Regions from separate parts of the Mus musculus genome. Here region 2 is linked to region 1. The links are chromatin contacts, called in public promoter capture Hi-C maps. All regions are on one chromosome and are shown on one strand. The core of a region is the stretch at or near the end of the contact, and the rest is flanking DNA. Distances in the headings are between cores, read along the strand shown. Region 1 holds the start of Gnpnat1 (glucosamine-phosphate N-acetyltransferase 1). Region 2 holds the start of Fbxo34 (F-box protein 34).

What was found. Capture Hi-C pulls out chosen DNA fragments and counts their contacts.
Region 2: a promoter capture Hi-C map of liver shows a contact between it and region 1, with 4 times the contacts expected there. The contact joins the promoter of Fbxo34 here to the promoter of Gnpnat1 in region 1. A contact is called at or near these places in 1 of 39 promoter capture datasets (liver) and 1 of 9 other capture datasets (liver).

Annotation. Positions count from the first base shown.
Region 1 is chr14:45,383,484-45,390,542 of GRCm38.p6, forward strand. Gnpnat1 (glucosamine-phosphate N-acetyltransferase 1) reads right to left here and starts at 5,313. Exons shown (of 6, transcript NM_019425.2): 1 at 5,265-5,313; 2 at 1,098-1,265. The coding sequence starts at 1,251.
Region 2 is chr14:47,468,755-47,475,681 of GRCm38.p6, forward strand. It overlaps Fbxo34 (F-box protein 34), which reads left to right and starts at 3,807. Exons shown (of 3, transcript NM_001146086.1): 1 at 3,807-3,963.

The DNA of each region.
Region 1 (7,059 bases), core at 4,063-6,562:
GCAAAAGAAAGATTAAAATATGGAAAGCAGCAAAAATATTCACTGGGTAGGTTAAAGAAAGTTACTTTTTCAAAACTCTATAATCATGTTTTATAATAATCTTTAATCAAGATTTGCTGATTAAACATGCAATTTTTTCAATAGTGTGTTGTGCGCATTCATTACACATGGTACCATACACATAAGGGCATTTTCATATAAGTACCTATTTTTATAAACAGGATAGCAAGTGACAGCCTTCAACAATATTTGCCTGCATATGATTTTACGGTAGTTCAAGCCTTAATATCAATAATTACAGAACCAGCATGTATACTGTTAAGCGCTATTTAAATTTTATGTAAGGGATGCCACATTCTCCTAAATATATGACCCAAAAAGTGCAAGATTCTCACTCCACTGAATATATCACTTGTAAGATAAAGTGTAACTAGTATAATGCTGTTGGGACAATTTAAAAATTTTTTAATTTTAATGTTAATAGTGGCACATAACTTTAAAAATCCCAGCACTTGGGAGGCAGAGACAGGTAGATCTCTGAGTTCAAAGATAGCCAGGAATACATAGACTGTGTCTCAAAAAAATAAAAATAAACCCAAAAAAACTACTGATAATGTTAAAAGTACATTTTCTAACTTTTTTAGTCTTAATTTTTCTACATGCAGTAGTTCTGGTCAAATTTACTTTATTCAAATACCTATCTAAAAGAAAATAGTAAGGCAAAATGTTACCAAAGTTTCAGGAAATTGTTTTGGATAATTTAGATGTTAAGAATTACACAGGACTAAATAAAACCCTTTCAGTTTGTCCAAAGAATGTTCCTTTGCCTGTCTTCTTGGAGAAAACTCATCCATGTGTTTATACATTATAACTTCAATTTTGTTTTCAGATATCCTTTTGGATGGAATACTGCTATATTTAGTTATTTTTAAATTCATCGTAGTAATATCTGGTCTTAGGCATGATACATGACTATTACAGTTGAGTGATCCAGTCACTTTAAGTACAAAGTCAAGTACTGTTTCAAGTTAGCATCATGCTTATGAAGAAAGCAACAAATTCTGGTCAGGATTCCCAAACTAAAATTGGGCCCATACCTTTATTTAAGTCTGCAGTACAGAGAGGCCTCAAAACCAAGCCTTCTCCAGGATGCGTTGGAGAAATGGCTGGAGAAAATATAGCTGTATTCTGACTCCAGTCCACTTCTTTGAGCAAACTTGGGTCAAACATGGGAGTTTCATCGGGTTTCATCTTTCCAGTAAAGTCTAAAATAAAATTTCAAATGTTGAGAGGCTTTATAAAAGGAAAAGTATACTTGTTAAGAAAGTTAATGTCATCACACAAATGGGTTCTATAACATTTTATCAGCTACTCTACTCTAGCTACCTAAAATCTGTAAGTGTAAACACGTTTACTTGTTAAAAACCATCTTTACTGTCAGTTGGGTTATGGGTTGAGTAGTCAAATTAAGTCACAAAAACAAAACTTTAAAACTAGCAGATCCTGAAGATGCTTTATCCTGTGGGTTGGGCTCCTGGTGTAGCACTGTCATCTTGTGGGTGCTCACATTTGAACACTTAGAATCTTGCAGTTATTACTAGGCTCAGAAATCACCTGGTAGCCAGGGGTCACTAAAGACTCACTTAAACATATGAATATGACTTATTTTATATGAACCACAAACAAGAAACGTAGGAATTACTCAAATTACTTCATTATTCTCTGTATTCACAATAGTATTATCTTAGCCATGACAGACACTGTGTGTGGTAGCTACTTCTAAACAGTTTAATAACCAGTGGGTTGTTTTGTTGGTGGTGGTTGGTTGTTTTTCATGCTATGCACCAGACATAGAGGGACGTGCTTATAATCCCAGAACTTCAGGCACCAAGGGAATAGGAGTCTTAGGCCAGCCTGGGTTAAACTTTGGAATACTGTCTCAAAAACACACATATGACCAATGTGATATGAAACGCTGTCTCAATAAAAATTAAGTCATAATAAATTTTAACCAGTTATTAATAGTTTTCTTGTACATTTCTTTAACTAAATGGTCCTATTTTGTAAATAATCATAAAAATATGTAATATTAATTTGGTGTGTACTTTATATTTGTTAACAAGTAATAAAAGATGTATCATGATCGTATCTTATAGACTAGCAAGTAGATAGAGGAACTTGCAAGGTTCCAGGCCGAGGACAATAACATGGCCACAGGCAGCATCCAAGTGTCACAGGCCTGTTGCACACAGCTTAATGTCACTCTGAAACTCTAGCAATTTTCTAGCAGTGAGTGTTACATCTTCATTTTGCCCTTTACCACAAGTTGCATCATTGATTCTACTAGGCAGAATGATGTCACCTCTTTACTAGTCTAGTTTAGCCAAATCCCTACACTCCATTATTGTTTAAGAGTTAAAATTAAAAAGTTAGAATTAATACTTGGAATCTCAATTTTGGAAATGAGAATTTCAGACTAATCAAAATGTATAAAGGCATTCTGGTAGAAATAAGAACCCACTGTCCAGGCACCAAGATATGGCTATCATGTTGTTTTAATGAACTGTTTACAAAATGAAAGCAGCTACATTGGGTTCACCTGAGCTCAGTCTTCAACTAGCAAAACTCTGGTGGTGGGCAGCGAGGATGTTGGGAAAGGGAAAGCAAGATGTGATTGACACCAAAGGATTTTAAAGAACTCATGGGTTATCAATAATTGATTTACAAAAGAAATCGTTAAAGGCTTCTAAATAAAATGACACGTTTACATAGCTACATGTTACACTGGATAGCTGAGGCACTTTAGTACCCACAAATTAAACCCTGAAGCTTCCAGGTAACTAAACGAAGGCATGAAAGCTGTGTCCATCCCACATGGGCCCCACTCTAGCTCTCCCTGTTCCCCCTTTATCCTTCACTAAGCTATCTCCACCCATACTGAAAAGGCCATTTTTGATAAGCTATGCTCCTGGCAAAGGTGAGCAGCTCAAGGGGCAAGCAGAAAAAGGCAACTTGTGATTAGCACAGTAATTTCTAGCTACTTTCCACTGATCAGCTACCCAGGTCCCTAAGTCAATGGGTGAGAAAGTACATGATCTACAAGGAAGCCACATAAATAGTGAAGAAAGAACAATGCCAGGAGGTCACTTTCTAAGAACAGTTTCATCATGTAGCTTAGGTTGGCCTCTCGCCCTTCATTGTATGTGTGAGTTTGTGTGGGCATGTTTGTATGTGTGCACATGTGTGTGTGCCTGTGAGAGTGGAGGAGGCCCAAGGTTGACATCAGGCGTCTTCTTCAATCTCTCTCCAAACCCACGACTCAGTTTTTAGGTTGGTGAGAATAGTCAGTTTACTCAAAGGACTTCTCTGTCTCCTGATGACACCATTACAGGTGGGCTACTAAGCCCACCCTATTTTCTTTACGTGCGCTCTGGGAATCAGATTTCTGGTTCTCAGTCTTGCACTGCAAATGATTTACTCTCTCAGCCAACCTCTCCAGCCTCCCTCTAACTCTTGGTTCTCCTGTTTCCATATTCCCCAGGCTGATTACAGGTGTGTCCCACACCATACTGGACAGCAACATTCCATCAGTTTCTAGCGTTCATTACTAACTAGATGAGGACAGGCATTGGTCTGGTTAAACACAAAGGATCTGATGAGAGCCAAACCTCTTTTTAAATGAGATTTATAAAATCCAAAGGAAAAAAAAGCCTTTCTTCCTAGTCATAAAGACACAGTTTATGATGCTGACAGAGGTCATGCCTAATTACAATCTAATAAAAATTCAGGTGAGGTGGCAAAGACCTGGATTCAGTGCTAGGGAGGCTGAAGCATGGACTGTGTGGGACTCAAGGACAGCAGGCTACCCAGTCACACCTATCTCAAACACACACACACTTTAAAACTAATTATTGGAGTTGATTAAACATGGAGATTTTTTTAAAAAGCTGGTTCTAAGGTACCCCTCTCTACTACTCCCCCCCCCACCCAAGTTCAAGGCTAGCCCCTGCTACACAGGCTGTTTTATCAAAACAAAACTACAAGAAGCCTTCATTCTGTAGCACTTAAAGGTCACCACCTAACTTCCTCTCTAAGTTTGGTTGTAAACTCTAACTAAAAGCCCCTCCCCCTCTACCCAGTAGGGTTTAACTTCTAAATTAGCATTTGTTTACAATGCTTGAGTATTGCCTAAGCCCTAGTCCAGTGAACCTCTAGTCAATGAATAATGAATGACGTAAGGTATTATCTAGAAATCACATTTCAGAAAGTCATGTAGAAAAAAAGATTGCCACATGGCCACAAGTGAGAAGACAAAAGACATACACCCAACTTCAAGTTTGGTTTCCCAGCCTCTGAATGAGTCTGGATATAGATGGGGAGCGGCTGCTTCCTGAAAAACAGCGGAGCAACAAGTAGGAAGATTGAAGACCAGGATTCACACATTTCTAAACATGATCTGCAGCCAAATCAAACTCGCTGTGATAGGTTACAGGTAGACAGACAGATAAGTAGACAGCTCCGAGTATCTTCATGAAAGGTAGTATTTCATGAAGCAAGAAGTCTTTCCCGTTAGTGTACTTAATCTACACGATCTGATTAGCCCCAAGTCTAGTTGCACAGTTGGGAGCACCGAGTTTCCAAGACTAGCCCTAAGGTTAGTTAACACTCATCAACAAATGAGTGGCCTGGAATGAGGATCCTCTCATTTTCCCATAGAGCATTACTGCAGGAAAGTCAACAGATGACAATCTTTGCATCATGGAATCTGTTTGAATCATACAATTCCTACCTTAATGAATCCATTTCCTGAGACCTACTCTTGGATTAATTAATCCCAAACAAACCCCCATTTATTTTTTTACAGGAACAAATTTTATGCTTGCCTTACATAAACATTAGCTCTAACACATAATAGAAACCACACAGTTGGTGTTTCTAGAGGTTCAAGTTCTAGGTTCCCCCACCCCAGGTTTCATACAGTCTGCGCAGCTGGGGCTCTTCAGAGCCGGTGCTTGTCTTCAGCGGCTCTGACCGCTACACCCGTAAAAGGGAACCGAGGGTTCGCGCCCTTTCATAGGGACGGCGGCAGAAAAGGTGAGGACCGTCCCCCATTCCCACGCCACGGACACTCCTAGGCCCTCCAAGACCCTGCCCGGCCAGACTGCCGGGCATCAAGCTTTGCCGCCCGGCTCCCGGGCAGGGCGTCTCAGCCTCTGCGGTCCCAAGCCCGCCAGCCCTCGCGTCCCAGCCCCAGGCCGCCTCACCGCACTGGAGCGGACCACGCTCCAGTCCCGGCGCGTCAGTCTCCCTGCGGGTCAAAGCGCCGCCGCATCCGGATCCGGCTGCAGCTCCAGCCCCGCCCCCCGTGCGCCCCCACGCGCCGCAGCCGGAACCGCCAGGCCAAACGTGGCCGGACCAACGCCTCTGCCCTGCCCCGCCCTCACGCACCGCTGCGCACGCGGAGGCACGGCCACGCACACCACTCCTGGGCTCCGGAGGCGAGGCGGGGCGGGGCGGGGCGGGGCGTGGGGCAAAGACCAGGGGCAAAGCTTGCGTCATCAGTTTACCTTCCAGACTTGCCTTTCGCTCACTGCACGAGAGTACCACCGTCGCTCTCACACCTTATCTGAAAATAAAGCCATAGGAGTATAAGCAGCCTACCGCGATGACCGGTGTGGGTTCCTTTCATTCTCCGAGCCCTAAGGCTCCTACCCTGTCAGTCCCATCGTCCCCCTCCCTCACTTGCATGCAGTCCATTAACAGGACTGGTGATTACATCTCCTGATTGTCAAATGTCTGAGACAAGGCTGGGCTTCTGTCTTCTAGAAACTGAGCTGGAACCACTCACCCTTGAGCTCTCTTGAGCTTTCCACTGCAGCCCTTTGCTTCCTATGACACCCGGAACATTTCAGCTTACTCTGGGCAAGAAGTGGCTACGTTCTCCAGGCAGTGAAGAGTGGGGTAGAGGCCAGGGCCCTGAAAGCATCTTACAGTATACAGCAAATACTGTGCTTGTTCTGTAATCTCAGTCCTGGGAAGGTTCCTACCTCCAGTGTCTCTCTCTTAAGTGTCATTTAGTGTCATCTGACAAGTGAGGAAGCAGAGATTTGGAGATATACATACATACATACATACATTCACACACACACACACACAGCGAGTGTGTGTGTGTGTGTGTGTGTGTGTGTGTGTAGTACTTGGTGCATGCCTTTAATTCCAGCACTAGAGACCAGAGGCTTTGTGCATCTCTGTGAGTTCAAGACAGTTCTACACAATTAGATCAAATACAGCCCCGAATATGTAGAGAAATGCTGTCACTAGATAGATAGATAGATAGATAGATAGATAGATAGATAGATAGATAGGGGAGGAGGAAGAAATGTCTTGAATATACCAAGACGTATACCACTTCCATCTCTGAACTCATTAAAATATTTGTTTTTTTTAAAGATTTATTTATTATATGTAAGTACACTGTAGCTGTCCTCAGACACACCAGAAGAGGGAGTCAGTTCTTGTTACAGATGGTTGTGAGCCACCATGTGGTTGCTGGGATTTGAACTCTGGACCTTTGGAAGAGCAGTCGGGTGCTCTTACCCACTGAGCCATCCCGCCAGCCAAAATATTTGTTTTTTAATGTCTTACTACATTATTTTGCTTATTTTAAAACTTGCAGCATCAGAGAAATACAGAATAAAAAGTCATGTGTCCCCATGGCTTCGCCTGTAGAATTAACATTATGTTAACAGCTTGGTAGAAATGTCTTCGGATTATGTGAATTTCCTTTGCTGTGCTTCCATTTTACTTGTGGCTTTGAACATTTGTGACACAGCTTCCTAATCTTTGGTGGTATCTGGTACCTAATCTGACACTGTGACGGTCTAATAAAGCAATACAAATAAAACATTCAACATGTATCCTGGCCTGTAATATGTGCTTAAGATGCTAGTTTGTGTACATGTATGTGTGTGTAGAAGGAATAAACTACAGTATGGTGAAATGAGGAACATCTACCCAAATTCCAGTGCAACAAAACCTGTTAGTTAACTGCATGTCTTA
Region 2 (6,927 bases), core at 2,557-5,056, 2.1 Mb after region 1:
TCTGGGTTTCTACTCGATCGACTTCAGACCTCAGGGTCAAAGTCTTCATAGATTCTCCCATCTGACTTCACTGGCTGAGGTCATGTAGGATGTCTCAGGATGATTTTGGGGATCTAAAAGATGTCTCTCATCTCTCCATCTATTTCTCAACTATGCCTGCCTCTCGTGACTGCAGGGGCTAACTACTTCTTAGTACAATCTCATGGTTAATCTTACAGAAGAAAAACTTTAAAAGCACCCCCCTCAACCTTTGCTTACCAAGTAGTTCCTAAGCATCGGAACTTGGTTAGTTACATATGAGTAAAACTCAGTTCCCCATCAAGCTACAGGAAATGATACATCATGAGTGGAATTCCTGTTGTGAACTCTATAGTTTTATGAAAGAACATACTTTCAGGAGACTTGGTAGGATGGCTAGGGAGGTCTTGACTTGCGGCTTTAGCTGTGTCTCCATGCCTCCTTCAGCTACAGAATTCCATGCAAGAAGTAGAACAGAGACTTTTCCTATCCTCAAAATCTGCATTAGGGTGGATCCTGATAACAGGATACAGCGCTTTCCAATTCTGTTCCTTCGTGTTTGATTTTTAACCAGAATCCTAGGCTTAAGCAGCGATCTTCAGTCATGCCATTCTCATACTTTTTTTGGTTTTATTTTAAGACTGTGGCCTTCAATGACCAATCCCCTTTCTCTATCTCCCTGTCTGTGTGCTGAGACAGGTTTCTCACTGCAGCTCAGAATGGCCTGGAATGCAAGATCCATTTGCGTCAGCCTAGAGTCCTGTGGTTACAGATGTGGCATTGTGCTCAGCCCCTAGTGAGTTCAAGGCCAGCCAGGGGTAAATGAGACCCTGCCCTTAAATATATTAATGGACAAAATTGCTTACCTAGCCAAGTTTAAGTGTACAGCAGAAATCAATGAAGCCATTTTTTTTTAACCTTTTCCAAGTTGAACTATCTCTATTCACACTTAAAACCTGTCTTGCTCTGTAGCCCAGGCTGGCCTTGAACTTGCGGCAATTGAGCCTTTGTTTTCTGAATGCCAGCACAGGCACACATGCCTTAGCCTTGCAGTTTGTTAAGATGCAACATTTGTTGCATTTATGTTTACATATTACATTTACATATAGTCTAGTTGCTTGACTTGGTTTGTGGTTTTTGGGAGCCGGTTTCACTGACTAGTTCAGAATGACCTGGAACTCATGGCAGTCCTCCGCTTGAACATCTCCATTGGTGTTCCCAAGCACCGCCCCACCTTTCTGTGCTGCTTCTGGGAGTTCCGTGTGTTAAAGGACTGGCACTTTGAAGACTAGCACAGACACTGTTGTTCTGAGACAACAATGGCTTACACATCAGTAGCGTGTTATCAAAAGTTCTTTCTGGTTCCCTGGGCTCTAGTGCCGTATCTGTGCTGTGGTTTAAAAAGCCAGGGCTTTGTTTTTCTTTTAAGAATTTGATACTGTATCTAGGGAGATGGCTAAGTGGGTAAAACTCTTGCAGAAGTCTTATGACCTAAGTGTTCCATCCCTGGAGCCTACACACGCACACACACACACACACACACACACACACACACACACACACACACAGGTATATTCAAAGCATTGTGCTGCTCATCCCAAACGTTGGTGGCTCCGTCAGAAAGGTGCTGAGAACCATCATCTACCTCTCCTTCCTGTCTGCTTCCTGGCTGTGGATGCCAGCTGCCATGTTCATGCCTGTTCATGCCTTCTCTGCTTCAAATTGTGAGCAACATACCCCCCCTTAATGAAAATATCTCCATTTACTAACTTTATATTTTATGAGTGCTTTGCCTGCATCTATGTCTGTGCGTCATATCTGCCTGGTGCCTTTGGAGGCCAGAAGGTGTCAGAGCCCCTGAAGCTGTAGTTACAGCAGGTTGTGAGAGGTCATGTGAGTGCTGGGAACCAAACCCAGGTCCTCTGTGAGAGCAGCCAGTGCTCTTAACCACTGAGCCATCTCTCCAGCGCTACAAGATAAGTCCTTAATTTCTTAAGATGCTTTTGTTAAGTATTTTGATCATGGAAATGAGAAAGGGATACAGCCCAGGAAACCCGGTACATGCTAAGTAGCCCAGAGTGGCTTTGAACTGCCACAACCTCTTGTCTCAGCCTTCCAAATTCAGGGATTACAAATGTGTACTACCATGCTTGGCTTAGTTTTATATTTTAAAATTGCAAATTTGTGTGTGTGTGTGTGTATGGAGGGTTTTTCACATACTCCAGCCCACGCATGTGTGTGTGTGTGTGTGTGTGTGTGTGTATGTATGTGTGTGTGTGTGTGTATGTATGTGTGTATGTGTGTGTGTATTTGTGTGTGTGTGTGTATGTGTATGTGTGTGTGGTGTGTGTGTGTGTGTGTGTGTGTGTGTCTGTATGGGTGGTATTCACATACTCCGGCCCACATGTAGAGGACATCTTTTCATCCTACCAGGTGGGTCGTAGGGATTGAACTCAGGGTGTCAGGTTTAGTGTCAGTACCTTCATCTGCTGCAGCATCTCACTGGTCCTATTTCTACATTTTGATTCTTTAAGACTTCACACACACGTTTCACAAGAGGTTTTTTATTTTCTGATGTGAGGCTGTTTAAAAAATTTTGTGTGTATAGCTATTTTGCCTGCACATGTGTGCACCAGATGTGTGTCTTGGATCCCCTGGGACTGAAGTAACAGATAATTGTGAGCCACCACGAGAGTGCTGAGAATTGAACCTGGGTACTTTAGAAGAGCAGCTAGTGCTCTTAAGTGCTGAGTCTTCTTGTTGTTGTTGTTTTTTTTTTTTTTTCTTTCACTGATAAGTTTACAAGGCTCTTGTAGATTAGCAGTTTAACTTTAAAGTTTATGTACTTTCTGGTAGGTACTTCTGCCATAATTTTATGGAAAATATATTCTTTTGTAAAAATTTTTTTTATGTGTATAGTGTTTTGTCTCCGTGCATGCAGTGTTTGTGGAGGCCAGAAAAAGACGTCTGATTCCATGAGGCTGCAGTTACAGACAAGTTTCGAACCACCTTGTGGTGTGCTGGGAATTGAATTCCCCTGGAAGAGCAGCCAGTGTTCTTAACAGAGAGGACCCGCGCCCTGCTCCCGCTGATCCCAAATTTGCTTTGCCATTGAGGGTGACCATGAACCTGTGGCGCACCTGACATCACCTCCCAAACTCTGGGATTACAGATATGAAGCAACATGCCCAGTGTGTAGGACATCAGGATCAAACCCAGGGCCATGGGCTTGCTAAATAGCTCATTTTAAAAATTTGAAATAGATGAGCCGGGTGTGGTGGCACACGCCTTTAATCCCAGCGCTCGGGAGGCAGAGGCAGGCGGATTTCTGAGTTCGAGACCAGCTTGGTCTACAAAGTGAGTTCCAGGACAGCCAGGGCTATACAGAGAAACTCTGTCTCCTAAATAAATAAATAAATAAATAAATAAATAAAATAAAATAAATAAAAATAAAAATTGAAATAGAACCATACGCTAGTGGTAGAACCAAGATTAGAACCCAGACATGTTGGATATCTAACAGGGTCAAACGTATTAAGGCTTCTGGAGCACCTGGGAGTGTTAATGAACTTGTCACTCTAACTGTGCTCTAGGGTTAGGGTCCTTGTTGTGCAGTGACACTCAAACTCCCCAATCTCCCGCCACACCAGGCTTGTAGGCGCTTGTCCTGGCAGCTCCCATCTCTCCCCACAGCGCTCGCGGCCGCCCGCAGGGGGCGCTGGCGCACGCAGGCTTTGCGGCCCCGCCCCCGGGCAACCGTCGATTGGGCCGGCGCGTGATGTCACGCCGGTTTAGCCAACAAATGGGTTTCGGGGCGAGCGTTGGGCTCCGCCGCTCAGCGCTGAGCTCCTGGTCCGCCTCAGTGTCGGGGAGCGAGTCAGGCCTGCCGCCGCCGCATCGGGCTGCCGCAGCCCCGGGCCAGGCCCTGGCCCGGCAGAAGCACAGGTGGGCCGGGCGAGGGCGCGGGGCTGCGGGGCGCGGGGCAGGTGGACACCGTGGCGGCTCCCGCTGCTCCCCGCGGCAGGGCCGAACGTTGGGGGCGGGGACCGCGGCTCGCCGTGCTCGGGGTGCCGCCGCCGCAGCGTCCTCCAGAGAGCCGTCCTCGCGGCCTGGCCCCGAGGTCGTGCGCCCGGCTGCTCCCTGGGCCCGGAGTCCGGCGACCCAAGCTAGGCCGCCGCGGGTGGGCTGCGTGCGGGGCGCGGGGCTCCGGGTGTCCCCGTGCAGGTGAGCGGCGCGTCTCCTCCACCCTCCCCGGGGGGCCCTGGCGTGCGAGCCTGCGGTGGTGAGGTCACAGTGCCGAGGCTCGGCGTGCGGGTGATGTCAGGGCTCTACCGAGACAGACCGTGATGTCACTGCAGGCCCCGAGTGGCGACCTTGGCGCGCGGAAGGGCTGGGAGGACCCGCGGGGAGAAAAAGGAAGTTCGGTCCTAGCAGATTTGAACCAAAATCTTGGGATCTCGGCTTCGTACAGTTTGGATGTAATAATTGTCAGGTGCTTAAACTTCATTTCGGAGAGCATCGGTAGTAGTACAGTTTAAGGACATTCGGTTTAGATATGAGGGATCTTGGGGGTTGGGCGTGGAAGGGGTATTAGGGTGTTCACTGTGCCTTCAGGAAGCTAAACTCAGTTTGATGGTTTGATGTAGCAGTTGCTGGGAAAGGGTGCGCGGGGGCTGAACCAACTGGAGGGCTGATAATTTAGTTGGCTTTATCTTTTTTTTTTTTTTTTTTGCCAGTGATCTGCTTGTTAGCGAATGACCAAGGCAAGCAGATCTTGAATGAACTTTGTCTTGCAAAGAAGGGGAGCTTGAATCAATCCAACATTTTTCTTAAATAATAATCCCCCGATGATGTAATTTATCCTGGTGTTTCTTGCCCCCCCCTCCCCCGTTTTATCAGGGACATTTGTTTTTTTCTGTGATTATAGCTCAGCAATAAGCCTCTGCTTTGCAGCCCACCCCCACCCCAAGACTAGGCTGTAACGTAATATAACACATCTGAGGACTACCTTTGGGGTCAGGCGACTTACATTTTGTCAGTAGTGCTTCCGAATGTGAAATGATAAATTTTAGCAGGTGATTTTGTGAATGTTGATTTTTCTCAGGCTTTGAAAAGATAGTAGACCTGCATAGAAGCACTGGCGCACTGGCGGTCAAGCACACATCTCTTGACTGCCCGTAGTGACACGAGGGCCCAGAAGCAGTTACATAGGACACTTCATACTAAGAGGGATGGAGGGGAAGAGTGGAACACAGTAGGCTGGCCATGCTGTCAATGAGAAGAGAGATGGCTAGCGCATGCCGGGAGCAGCCAGGTGAACTTTGGATCAGGAGATTAGTGTAGGTCGGTGGTACCAGGTGCTGTTCATCAGGACAGTAATCCCTAAGGCACGTCAGAGCTTTACAGCTGCCCTGCCCGGCAAGGAACCTGGATGACTTAAAGGCTCTGAAGGTCCTCACATTCTAGTGTCTAAGTAACCCAGGTGTGATCTAAGTCACAGTGGCCACCTCTCTAGAGATCTTAAACTTTGTCTAGATCTGTGTGGCTCAGTCTCCTTCAGAGAGACTCGGTGTGTGGGGGGGGTGGAGGAGGAGGAGAGAGCAAAACCACGAACACTAGCACAGTCTGTGAAGACATTCAGTATTCACCTATATTTCAAAGTATGTTGCTCTGGAGAGCTTTGGAGTCCAAACAGGCCCCACCCCGTCCCCAAGAAGTGGGCCATGATGGAGAGTTTTAGGGATGGGGCTTACCTCTAAGACCTGTAGAGCCTTTGGCTAACAAGTCCAGGTTGAAGAGATTTGTAGCGTGGCCTGTGTCCAGAAAAGCCACGGGAGTGGCTACTGCTTGGTTCTGTAGGAGCCCAGTCCGCAGTGCAGCATAGTTTGTCTGGAAAGCAGACTCTGAAGTCAGAGAGACTGGGGAACTGTAAGGTTTAACATGCGTGTGGGAGATTCTGTGCTAGGTGACAGTTCTAAGGAGCGGCTTATTTGTCAGTGCGTGTCCTACTCCCCCGGGACTTGGGCCTGACTCACCAGTGTGCTTTGGAAGCACTTGAGCTGTTTGGTTTCACAGGCTGAGGTTGAGATGGCAGTTTGCTTCCTGGTGAAGCTCACCTTTGATTCTCATTCATACCCATTGAGATGAAAGTCTGCACTTTAGATTTTTGAGTTGTTGCTGCAGTTGGTTAAGAGCTGTGGGGCTGTTGCGAGAAAGGGGTGAAGGTATTTTTGCAGGACCCTGGGAAGACCAGGTGTGAATAGATAAGGAGCTGTCTATGAAGAGTGGGCCCTCTCTGCTAGTGTATTGATTATAGTTTCCCAGCCTCAAAAAGCTTGTTTACTCTAGTCATCAGATAAAGGATTTGGCTTTAAAAAGACTGGAAGTTATGCCATAAGGTATTAATAGAAAGGATGTTAGGACCAGAATTTAATGAGAATTTTAAAAACTTATTTAGTTTTCCAGTTTTTCCTGTTGTGTGCATGTGTACCATGTATGGCCATGTATGTGCCATGTGTGGTGGCTGCTGAGGTTGGAATAGAATGTTGGAAACCCTAGAACTGGTTACAGAGATGATTGTGAGCTGCCATGTGGGCGCTGAGAACTGAAGAGCAGCCAGTGGTTTGAGCCCCGGAACCATCTCTCCAGCCTCCCGTCATGACCCGATTGGAGGAGAGAGTCACATGAAAAGCAGACTCTTGGGGAAATCTTGTCCTGTCCGTCGTCACAGGTTTGGCTGACTTCATTTCTTCCCTTCCCTGTGTTTCTTGCCTGTCTCTGGCTTCTCACCTTTGCTGGCGGCTCTCCCTGTCCCAGATCCAGACTGTGTTTCTGACCCTCTGAGGGCTTCTGAGTTGTAATCTGTGAGAAGACATGTTTCTGTTTGTACCCCACGAGCTTTCATTTTCT